2 separate regions of the Sus scrofa genome follow, and region 2 is linked to region 1. A link is a contact called in public promoter capture Hi-C data. All regions are on one chromosome and are shown on one strand. Each heading gives the region's core, a stretch centred on a gene start, on an enhancer-like site or on the middle of the called end of the contact. The rest is flanking DNA. Distances are from core to core; before and after follow the strand shown. Region 1 holds the start of DBP (D site-binding protein). Region 2 holds the start of SNRNP70 (U1 small nuclear ribonucleoprotein 70 kDa).

Evidence for each region. Promoter capture Hi-C pulls out the DNA fragments that hold promoters and counts their contacts.
Region 2: a promoter capture Hi-C map of liver shows a contact between it and region 1, with 5 times the contacts expected there. The contact joins the promoter of SNRNP70 here to the promoter of DBP in region 1. A contact is called at or near these places in 1 of 5 promoter capture datasets (liver) and 9 of 47 Hi-C or Micro-C datasets (embryonic fibroblasts, epiblast stem cells, fetal heart ventricle and 5 more).

What each region holds. Positions count from the first base shown.
Region 1 is chr6:53,991,202-53,995,667 of Sscrofa11.1, reverse strand. DBP (D site-binding protein) reads left to right here and starts at 2,624. Exons shown (of 4, transcript XM_003127286.6): 1 at 2,624-3,438; 2 at 4,308-4,466. The coding sequence starts at 3,300. CA11 (carbonic anhydrase 11) reads left to right here. Exons shown (of 9, transcript NM_001004038.1): 4 at 1-151; 5 at 377-478; 6 at 598-673; 7 at 775-929; 8 at 1,185-1,350; 9 at 2,149-2,271. The coding sequence ends at 2,174. It overlaps LOC110261016 (a long non-coding RNA gene), which reads right to left and starts at 1,562. Exons shown (of 3, transcript XR_002344719.1): 1 at 1,438-1,562.
Region 2 is chr6:54,285,695-54,290,160 of Sscrofa11.1, reverse strand. It overlaps SNRNP70 (U1 small nuclear ribonucleoprotein 70 kDa), which reads right to left and starts at 1,807. Exons shown (of 10, transcript XM_021094709.1): 1 at 1,585-1,807; 2 at 672-828. The coding sequence starts at 818. It also overlaps a transcript of NTF4 not described here.

The sequences.
Region 1 (4,466 bases), core at 1,375-3,874:
CTCCTTCCTGCCTGCGCCCCGGCCCGTGGTCAATGTGTCAGGGGGGCCCCTCCTTTATAGCCACCGGCTCAGCGAACTGCGGCTGCTATTTGGAGCACGTGACGGAGCTGGCTCGGAACACCAGATCAATCACCAGGGGTTCTCTGCTGAGGTGGTGGCCGCTAACCTCTGACCCCCGACCTTCGCCCTGAGTCAACCCAGTTCTTCTCCCCTCCCCCTTCCTCTTCCTGCCTCACCCCATCCTCCTCCACAGCATTCCCCCCCACCCCCCGGGCACTCATACTGAACCAGACTTGGGACCCCAAAGGACCAGAGCTGTACCCGCTCTCTCCTCCCCTTCTGCTGGGGGACCCCACTCTCTGTGCTCCCCTCCCAGGTGCAGCTAATCCACTTCAACCAAGAGCTCTACGGGAACCTCAGTGCCGCCTCCCGGGGCCCCAATGGCCTGGCCATTCTCAGTCTCTTTGTCAATGTGAGCCCAGGCAAGACTCTGGAGGGAGGGAGGGGCTGGAACCTGGGGTCTCTGAAGAGGGGAGCTGGGGTCCCTAGGGGAGGAAGGGATTCTGGGTGCCTGTCGCTTCACCTCTTACCTCCGCACAGGTGGCTGGTAACTCAAACCCATTCCTCAGCCGCCTCCTTAACCGTGACACCATCACCCGCATCTCCTACAAGAGTAAGTCCCTGGGCACTGGGGGGTGGGGGGTGCGGGCGGGGGTGCACAAGGGGCCGTTCTCCAGGGGCACCGCTCTTCACACCCGCCTCATATTCCTGCAGATGATGCCTACTTTCTTCAAGACCTGAGCCTGGAGCTCCTATTCCCCGAATCCTTTGGCTTCATCACCTATCAGGGCTCTCTCAGCACCCCACCCTGCTCGGAGACTGTTACCTGGATCCTCATTGACAGGGCCCTCAATATCACCTCCCTCCAGGTGACCCTGTCAGCTCATTCCCCCTCCCTGCCACCCCCAGCCCCTTCCTTGGCCTGGGTGTCCCCTCGCTTCACCTCCCATCGGGGACAGAGAACTGGAGGGGACTGAGGGTCTGGCAATCCTTGGTGGAGGGTGGGGTGGGGCTGAGCAAGACCCCGCCCACCTGCTCCCAGGAGCGGGGGGTTTTCTGTGATGCCAGCAGGGCCATTCATTAGTCACTTCCAGGTTCCCACCCTCCCTCGCCCTCCTTGGCAGATGCACTCCCTGAGACTCCTGAGCCAGAATCCTCCGTCCCAGATCTTCCAGAGCCTCAGTGGGAACGGCCGGCCCCTGCAGCCCTTGGCCCACAGGGCCTTGAGGGGCAACAGGGACCCCAGGCACCCCGAGAGGCGCTGCCGAGGCCCCAACTACCGCCTGCATGGTATGATCCAGTATGCACCCCCTCGTCTTGGTCTAACCCGCCTATGTGTCTGTCTCCCCTTGGTGTCTCAATATGATACAGTCCTACCCTTCTTTGCTGCTTCTGTGTGATCCAGCCTCCTGAGCTCTCACTCGCTCTTTCTCCCTTCTCCATTTGTGTCAACGTGGTACAGCCCACCTCTCCGTCATAGACCATTGCTGGTCCATGATTTGTCTTTCCTCCTCACTGCTTGCGACTTGCAACTTGGTGTATAACCCGAACCCCCTTGCTTCCATGGGGGTACGATCAACTACTGGACCGTGGCTCTTGTTAAGGCTTTCTGAAATGGTATCGCCCGAAACCTTTCCCCTCTTTCCATGTGGTACAACCCTACGCTGGTCCAAAGTCTGACACCCCCTTCACTGAAAAACAACATGGTACAATCCCCTTCCCCTTCTACTGCCTCCTCTTGGTTCAGTCCAGTGATCTGACATCCACCTCTCTGGCTTCCCAACATGGTATAGCCTAGGCCTCCCCGTGAATACCGTCGCGTAGTTCAGCCTGATGCTGAAACTGGACGTCCCTGTGCCACCCTCCTGCTGCCTCCCTATGGTTCAGCCCACTGCCAGTTCGCAATCTGTCCTTTTCCCCTAGCTTCTCAAGCTGGTACATTCCAGTTTCCCCTTCGCAGCCTGCCTGTGGTATGGCCCGGCGCAGCCCAGCACCGCTACCCCGCCTCCTGCACGCCCCTGCACGCCCCCTACCCGGTGCATCCTATCAGGCCCTAAACTAACGCCCCCCACCGGTTTCGTCTTACAGTGGATGGTGCCCCCCACGGTCGCTGAGACTCCCCATCGAGGATTGCGCCTGCCTTGCCCAAGCCTCCCCACAGAGGGAGGGGAGTCACCCCCAAAACAAAGCTATTAAAGGGACAGAATACTTCCTGTATCTCAGTGGTCTGATTCTAGGCGCGGCGGGGAAGCATTTGGATATTAAAGAATAGCAGCCTTCTTCTAGAAACCAATCTCCCACTTCCTAAACCCCACTACTCGGGTTTTTGGCTTCCTTTTTCCAAAACAATCATTAGGATTTGTGGCTCCTGTATGGCTCTTCTCCCGCGCCCCCCACCCTCTCACCCACCCTCCCAGTCAGGCAGCACGCGCAGAGCCATGTGCTTCCCCCTCCCGCCTGCCTCATTGGCCTGAACTGGGTCACGGTCCCGCCCCCAGAGCCGTCTCCCATTGGGCAAATGTAGGTCAGGGTCCCGCCTCCCTCCAAATGGCAAGGTAACTTCACTCACTGAGCCCCTTGCTCGCGCACTCCAGGCCTCGGCAGATCCAGGAGTCCCATTGGCTGTGGGTCTCGAGGGGTCGAGACGCGATTGGCCTGCGCTTTCAGCGGGAGGGAGGCACGCGGCTGGGGTGCAAGGCCTGAGAGTCCGGCGGGGCCAAGAGGAGGGGTGCGCGCTGTGGCGTCGGGTGTTTTGGTTTGGCTTTTTTTTTTTTTTTTCCGCGAAAGAAGTTTGCTTTGGCCACGCCTCAAGGCAGCCGCCTCCTCCTGCCCTCTCCCCCGCCCCTCCGCGCACACCTCTTGGTGCAGATTGCAAAGCTCCTTCCTTAGAGAGAGCTGCAGATTTTGCAAGAGCCAGGCTCGCCCACCTTGTAGGAGCGCCTTGTGTCCCCTTGAGCCCTCGGTTGCAAAGAGCTGGCCGCCTGATTTGATCACTCCCTCACCCAGACTGTATGGTCTCCTGGGACCCTCTTGAGTTGCACATTTCTGCACCGAGGACTGCAAATCCCCATCGCTCCTAGGACTTGCAGTGTTCTGGAGACTGGAGACTGGAGGCTTGCAAGCTACTTTCGCCCGCCCCTGGGCAGACACCCGCCTGAACCACAGGAGTGTGCCGCTGACTGGCAAGCCAGCTCTTCGCCTCTCTATGAGCCCGTGAGCCTGCGGGCAGGTGCCGGGCGATGGCGCGGCCCGTGAGCGACAGGACCCCGGCCCCCCTGCTGCTGGGCGGCCCGGCCGGGGCCCCCCCTGGCGGGGGAGCGCTGCTTGGGTTGCGGAGCCTTCTGCAGGGGACCAGCAAGCCCAAAGAGCCAACCAGCTGTGAGTTCTAGCCCCCCCCCCCCCAGCTCTTAGGGACTCCAGTGCTGGGAGGGTCCACAGATACCTCTTACGTGCCCAGAGTCCACCCTTCCAACCTTTATCTACCCCAATACTTAGGTGTTTAAGCCCCTAGATCCCTCAGCACCCAGGACCCAAAAATACCGGCTTTCAAGCCCGTCCACCCCGAGGACTCGAGACTCTAGGCCCCAGCCCCCTGTTTCTTGTGGTTCCGAGAGTCTTGGACTCTTGGGGTCGAGGGAGAAGGGAGGGGGGTGTGTCGGATGCTCACACGGTAGTTACACGGGCTTGGGCGGAGCCTCCTGGGGTCACATGGAGTCTAGGGACGAGGAATGTGCCCCAGAAATAGAACCCCTTCCTGACCCTTACGGGGGGGGGAGATCGAGGAGAAAGGGGTACAGTGCGCGGGGGGTAGGGGGCTAATTACAGAAGAATTACAGAGCTGTCATTTTTTCTCTTACCTGCCCAACCCTCCACCTACCTCTCTTTGAACTTCTGTCCCCCTTCTATGTCCCTATCTCTTCTTGGGTCTCTGTCCCCATCTCTCTCTTTGCATCCATGTCCTCCCCTCTTTCTGGCTCTCTGTCCCTCTCTCTGTCTGTCGCCCCGTCTCTTGTCTTTTCTCTCTGGGTCTCTCTCCCTCTCTGAGCCTCTGTCCCCTCCTATCTCTGGGCCCTTGCCCACCCTCTCTGATCTCTCCTCTACTTCTCTTCTGTCCCCTCTTTCTCTTCACCTCGGCGGTGGGGCTCTCTATCCCCTCGTTTCTCCTGTCTTTCTCCACTCGGAGACTCTTCTTCATTTCCATCTCCCTCTTCCTGCCCACCCTGCCCGCTCTTTCCCTGGCCCCGAAGGTCTCCTGAAGGAAAAGGAGCGCAAAGCGGCCCCGCCGGCGGCCACGGTCCCGGGGCCGGGCCTGGAGCCTGCAGGTCCGGCGGATGCCTCAGCTGGGGCGGTGGTGGGCGGCGGGTCCCCGCGGGGACGCCCGGGGGCTGTGCCCGGCCCGGGTCTGT
Region 2 (4,466 bases), core at 558-3,057, 300 kb before region 1:
CCCGTTCCCACCTGATGCCAGAACTTTCTTCTTCTGACTCCTGTGTGCCAGCACTTCTCGGGTGTCCGCCGATGCACCTCAACAGGTGGATGTTGTTAACCCAATTTCGAAAATGAAAAAACCGAGGCCCATGGGCCAAAGCCATTTATCTCTGTTCACCCTGCAGGTACAAAGCTGCAATTCTCAAGCCTGTGGTCTTCAATGCACCAATCACCAAGTGCTAACCCTTTACAAATTTCACCATATTAATGACCAAAATGGTCATTATACGTTAAGAAATAATTGATGTTTACTGACTGCTTGGCGTCAAGCCCCATAACGTTAAAAAAAAAAAAAAAACAAACAGTCAATTCTCCATCAAATTACATCAAAGACACTAATATTCCCTTGCTAAACATGGGGGGGAAAAAAATCACAGCAGTTAGAGGATACACCTCTTGCCCAAGATCATCACGCAACCGATAAATGGCGCACCAAGGACTACCTAACTCGAGAGTCTGAATCCTCAACTGGTAGTTACTGAATTTTCACAAAAGCCCTACAAGGGCTGTGTTACCAATCTAAGACAGGGAAACAGGATAAAAGCCACCTTCCTCAATCACACAGCTAGAAAATCGCCAGAGACCAGACTCCCCGATCCAGCCCACTCCAAGCCTCTTCAGTGAACTCACCTCAAACTCTCGGATGTAGGGCGCAATGCCACAGTAAGGTTGATTGTGGTGTTTTTCATGTGGCAGTTTCTCCAGGGGTGGCAGGTATGGGATGGGGTCACGGGGAGCAAAGAGGGCCAGAAGGTTGGGCGGCAGGAACTGGGTCATCGTGCCAAGTCTGAGAGCAGAAGCAGGACCATCTTATGTTAGGGTGGGCTGGGGAGATGAAGCCCCTATCAATCCCTTGCCTCCCAAGAAAAGAGAGAAACACGGACAAAAATCTCAAAGTCTCCTGTAAGGACACAGAGCGCGATCGATCCTTAATCACAGGGGCAAGCAGATTCTAGAGGGAGGGCTGTGTGAACGGGAGGGGAGGGGGAGGGCAAGAGAAGAGAAACAAAGACTGAAAACAGGTTTCCGAGCAGTGAAGTCCTGAGCAAGGAACTGCGGGGCTGAAGGTCCCTGGGGGCTTGTGGGGCATCAAGGATCCCGAGGAAGGAGGTCTAGGGCCGTGGCGGCTGGTGGTCCCGCACCTTGGATAAAAGGTTATAGGGGGAGGACCGCAAGAGGTCTCTGATCAGGAGAAGGGGTCAGTCATAAACAGCAAACCTCTCAAGCCAGGGGGTTGTGGGTAATAGATCTAGGCCCCGCAGGCGAAGTGGATTGTGGGTAAGGGTCCAGGACGGAAGGGAAGCGAGGACGAAAAAAGGCAACACAGCGCAAAGGCCTGTGGGTAAGTGACCGCTGAGGGCGGGGGAGGGGGACTATGGAAAAAGCCTAAGTGACCGGAGAACTCTGGGTAAGGCGTGCAAAAAGGTTCTGTGGTGGCGGTGGCGCGGGAAGACTGCCCGGCCCCGGGGAAGGGACTGGGATCCACCGCAGGGGCTTGTGGGTAGCGGCCCCGCACCCGGTAAGGCCACTCAGTCATACTCACCCGCCGCGCGGCGCCCTCCTCGGCCTGGCGACGGTCCAGGGGCTCGCGGCGGCCCCACAGCAGCAGGTACTCTAGCTCTAGCTTCGACTCAGACGGCGACCGCGTCTCTCAGTCTCTGTCGCCCGCCCAGCGCGCGCACCAGGCCACAGCTCACGAGCCCGCGCGGCCTCGGCTCGCGACAGGGGCAAGGGGTGGAACCAGCCTCAAATCCCTCCGCCGACCCTATTGCGCACGCGCCGCGCGAGTCAAGTGCAACCCACACACAGGAACCTTGGCGCCGCTGCGAGCACTGCGCACGCGCGAGGCCACTACCCCGCCTTCCGGCACCTTAAACTCCTTTGCCGCGGCGGGATGAAGGTCACAGTGCGCACGCGCGCTCCGCCCCAAGCGGTCCCCTTTCACCTCGCGCTCAGGGCTCCAACTGCCTCTGTCCGCGAGACTCTTGATGCTCCACGCCTTTTCTTACACACTTCCCGGATCTTGCGCGCATGCCTGTAACGTCTTTCACACTGAAATATCCTTCCGCCGCCTGGCAAAGAGTTCCTACGTGAACAGTGTGATTCCTTAACCTAGGAAATCAGTAACTGTTCATTGAGCGCCCAATGTGTGCGTGGCGTTGTTTGGGCTCTGGCGATATACCATGCGACTGAAGCGAAGTCTTTTCCTTTTTGGAGCTTACATTGTACTGAGGGAGACAATAAAGGCACTTAAAAAGATAAATTTCGGACGGTGGCCAACACAGTAAAGAAAAATAGGGCCGAGTACGGGAATGGGCGGGGATAGAGGGGTTATTTTAGAACTAGGTCCTTCTGGAGAAGGAGACTGATGGAAGGGAGATCTGGGCGGGTTTAACAGCAAGTGCAAAGGTCCTGAATTGGGGCGGAAAGTGGGAATCTCATGTTGGCTGAGAGAGCAGAGAGCTGGCGGATTATTTAGGGCCCTGTAGACCTGTAAGAAGTTAAAATATTTGAAGTTTGGGGAATAGATTCAATTGCCTGTTTGATAATAATTACAGAAATTACTACAAAATTTAAATGGCTAATATCATGCTACTTAAAAAAAATATCCTGAAGCGTTCTCTCGTGGCGCAGCAAGTTAAGAATGAGCATTGTTACTGCATTGGCTTGGGTTGCTGATGTGGAGCAGGTGCCACCTCTGGCCAGGGCACATCGACATGCCATGGGCATGGCTTAAAAAACAGATAACGTATACATAGACACGTTTGCTTTCTGTGTATATGTATGTGGGAACTCTGCACTATTTTTTGGAACTTTTCCATAATTCTAAAATTACTTCAAAATAAAAAGTTTGAAGAAAAATAAAGCTAATAATAATGTATTTTTTTTTAGTACCATTGGATAGTAAATGGCTGAGACACTGCACCTCTAAATGCTTCAGCATGTCTCCTAAGAATAATGGCATCCTCTGCCCAACAACACAGCTATTTTCACCTCTTAGAAAGTTTATCCAGCCCCTATTCAGATTTTCCCAGTTGACTCATGAGAACTCTATCTTAATCTGAAACAGGAGCCAGTCAATGTTCACGCGTTTATTTGGTTATCATGTCTCTCTCGCCTCTTTAACATAGAATAGACACACACACACACACACACACACACACACACACACACACACACACTGCGTTATGTTGTTGTTTTCCCCCGAGTTTGGTGTGCAGTCCTATGTCCTGCATTCTGACTTTGTCTGATTATTTCCTCGTGGAATTTAGTTCATTCCACTATCCCCATTTTGCCCATAAACTGGAAATTGAGTCTAAAGGTTTTCATAGACTGATATTGAACATTTTTGGCAAGAACATTACTCGGGTGATACTGCAGACTTTGTATTGCATCATGTCTGGTATTTCATCACATCTGGAAGTGCCTGATGTCAGATGGTCCTGGTATTATGATGCTGAGTTAGTCACCTGGTCAGGGTGCCAGCTACCAGATCTCTCCTGGCAAAGGTACATATTCTCCTTGGTAATCTGAGCAGTGGGACTTTGCTACTGTTCCCAAGCTCCTCTTATCCTGGTTGTAGCAGCCATTGCGGATCCTTGCCTGAATAAAGCGTTCCATGAGAGAGAGGGCAGATTTTATTGGAAATGAAATAGGAAGTTACTAATGGGTTTTGATCAAGAGACAGACAGACCTAATTTGCATTCTTTAAAAAAAAAAAGAACAGGAGTTCCCATCATGGCTCAGTGGTTAACGAATCCAACTAGGAACCATGAGGTTGTGGGTTCGATCCCTGGCCTTGCTCAGTGGGTTCAGGATCTGGCGTTGCCGTGAGCTGTGGTGTAGGTTGCAGACGCGCTTGGATCCCAGTTGCTGTGGCTCTGGCATAGGCTGGCGGCTACAGCTTTGATTAGACTCCTAGCCTGGGAAACCTCCATATGCCGCAGGAACGGCCCTAAAAAAGACCAAAAAAAAAAAAAAAGAAATAAAATATAGGGAGTTCCCGTCGTGGTGCAGTGGTTAACGAATCCGACTAGGAACCATGAGGTTGCGGGTTTGATCCCTGCCCTTGCTCAGTGGGTTAATGATCTGGCGTTGCCGTGAGCTGTGGTGTAGGTCGCAGATGCGGCTCGGATCCCGAGTTGCTGTGGCTCTGGCATAGGCCGGCAGCTACAGCTCCGATTAGACCCCTAGCCTGGGAACCTCCCATATGCCGCGGGAGCAGCCCAAGAAATGGCAAAAAGACAAAAATAAATAAATAAATAAAAATAAATAAAATATAAAGAAAGAAAGAAAGAACATTAGTGGAATATTGGTGAGATTCAAATAAGGTGTGTAACATTATTTGCTATTTTATTTTTATTTTTTTGGCTTTTTGGGGCCGCACCCGCAGCATATGGAGGTTCCCAGGCTAGGGGTTGAATC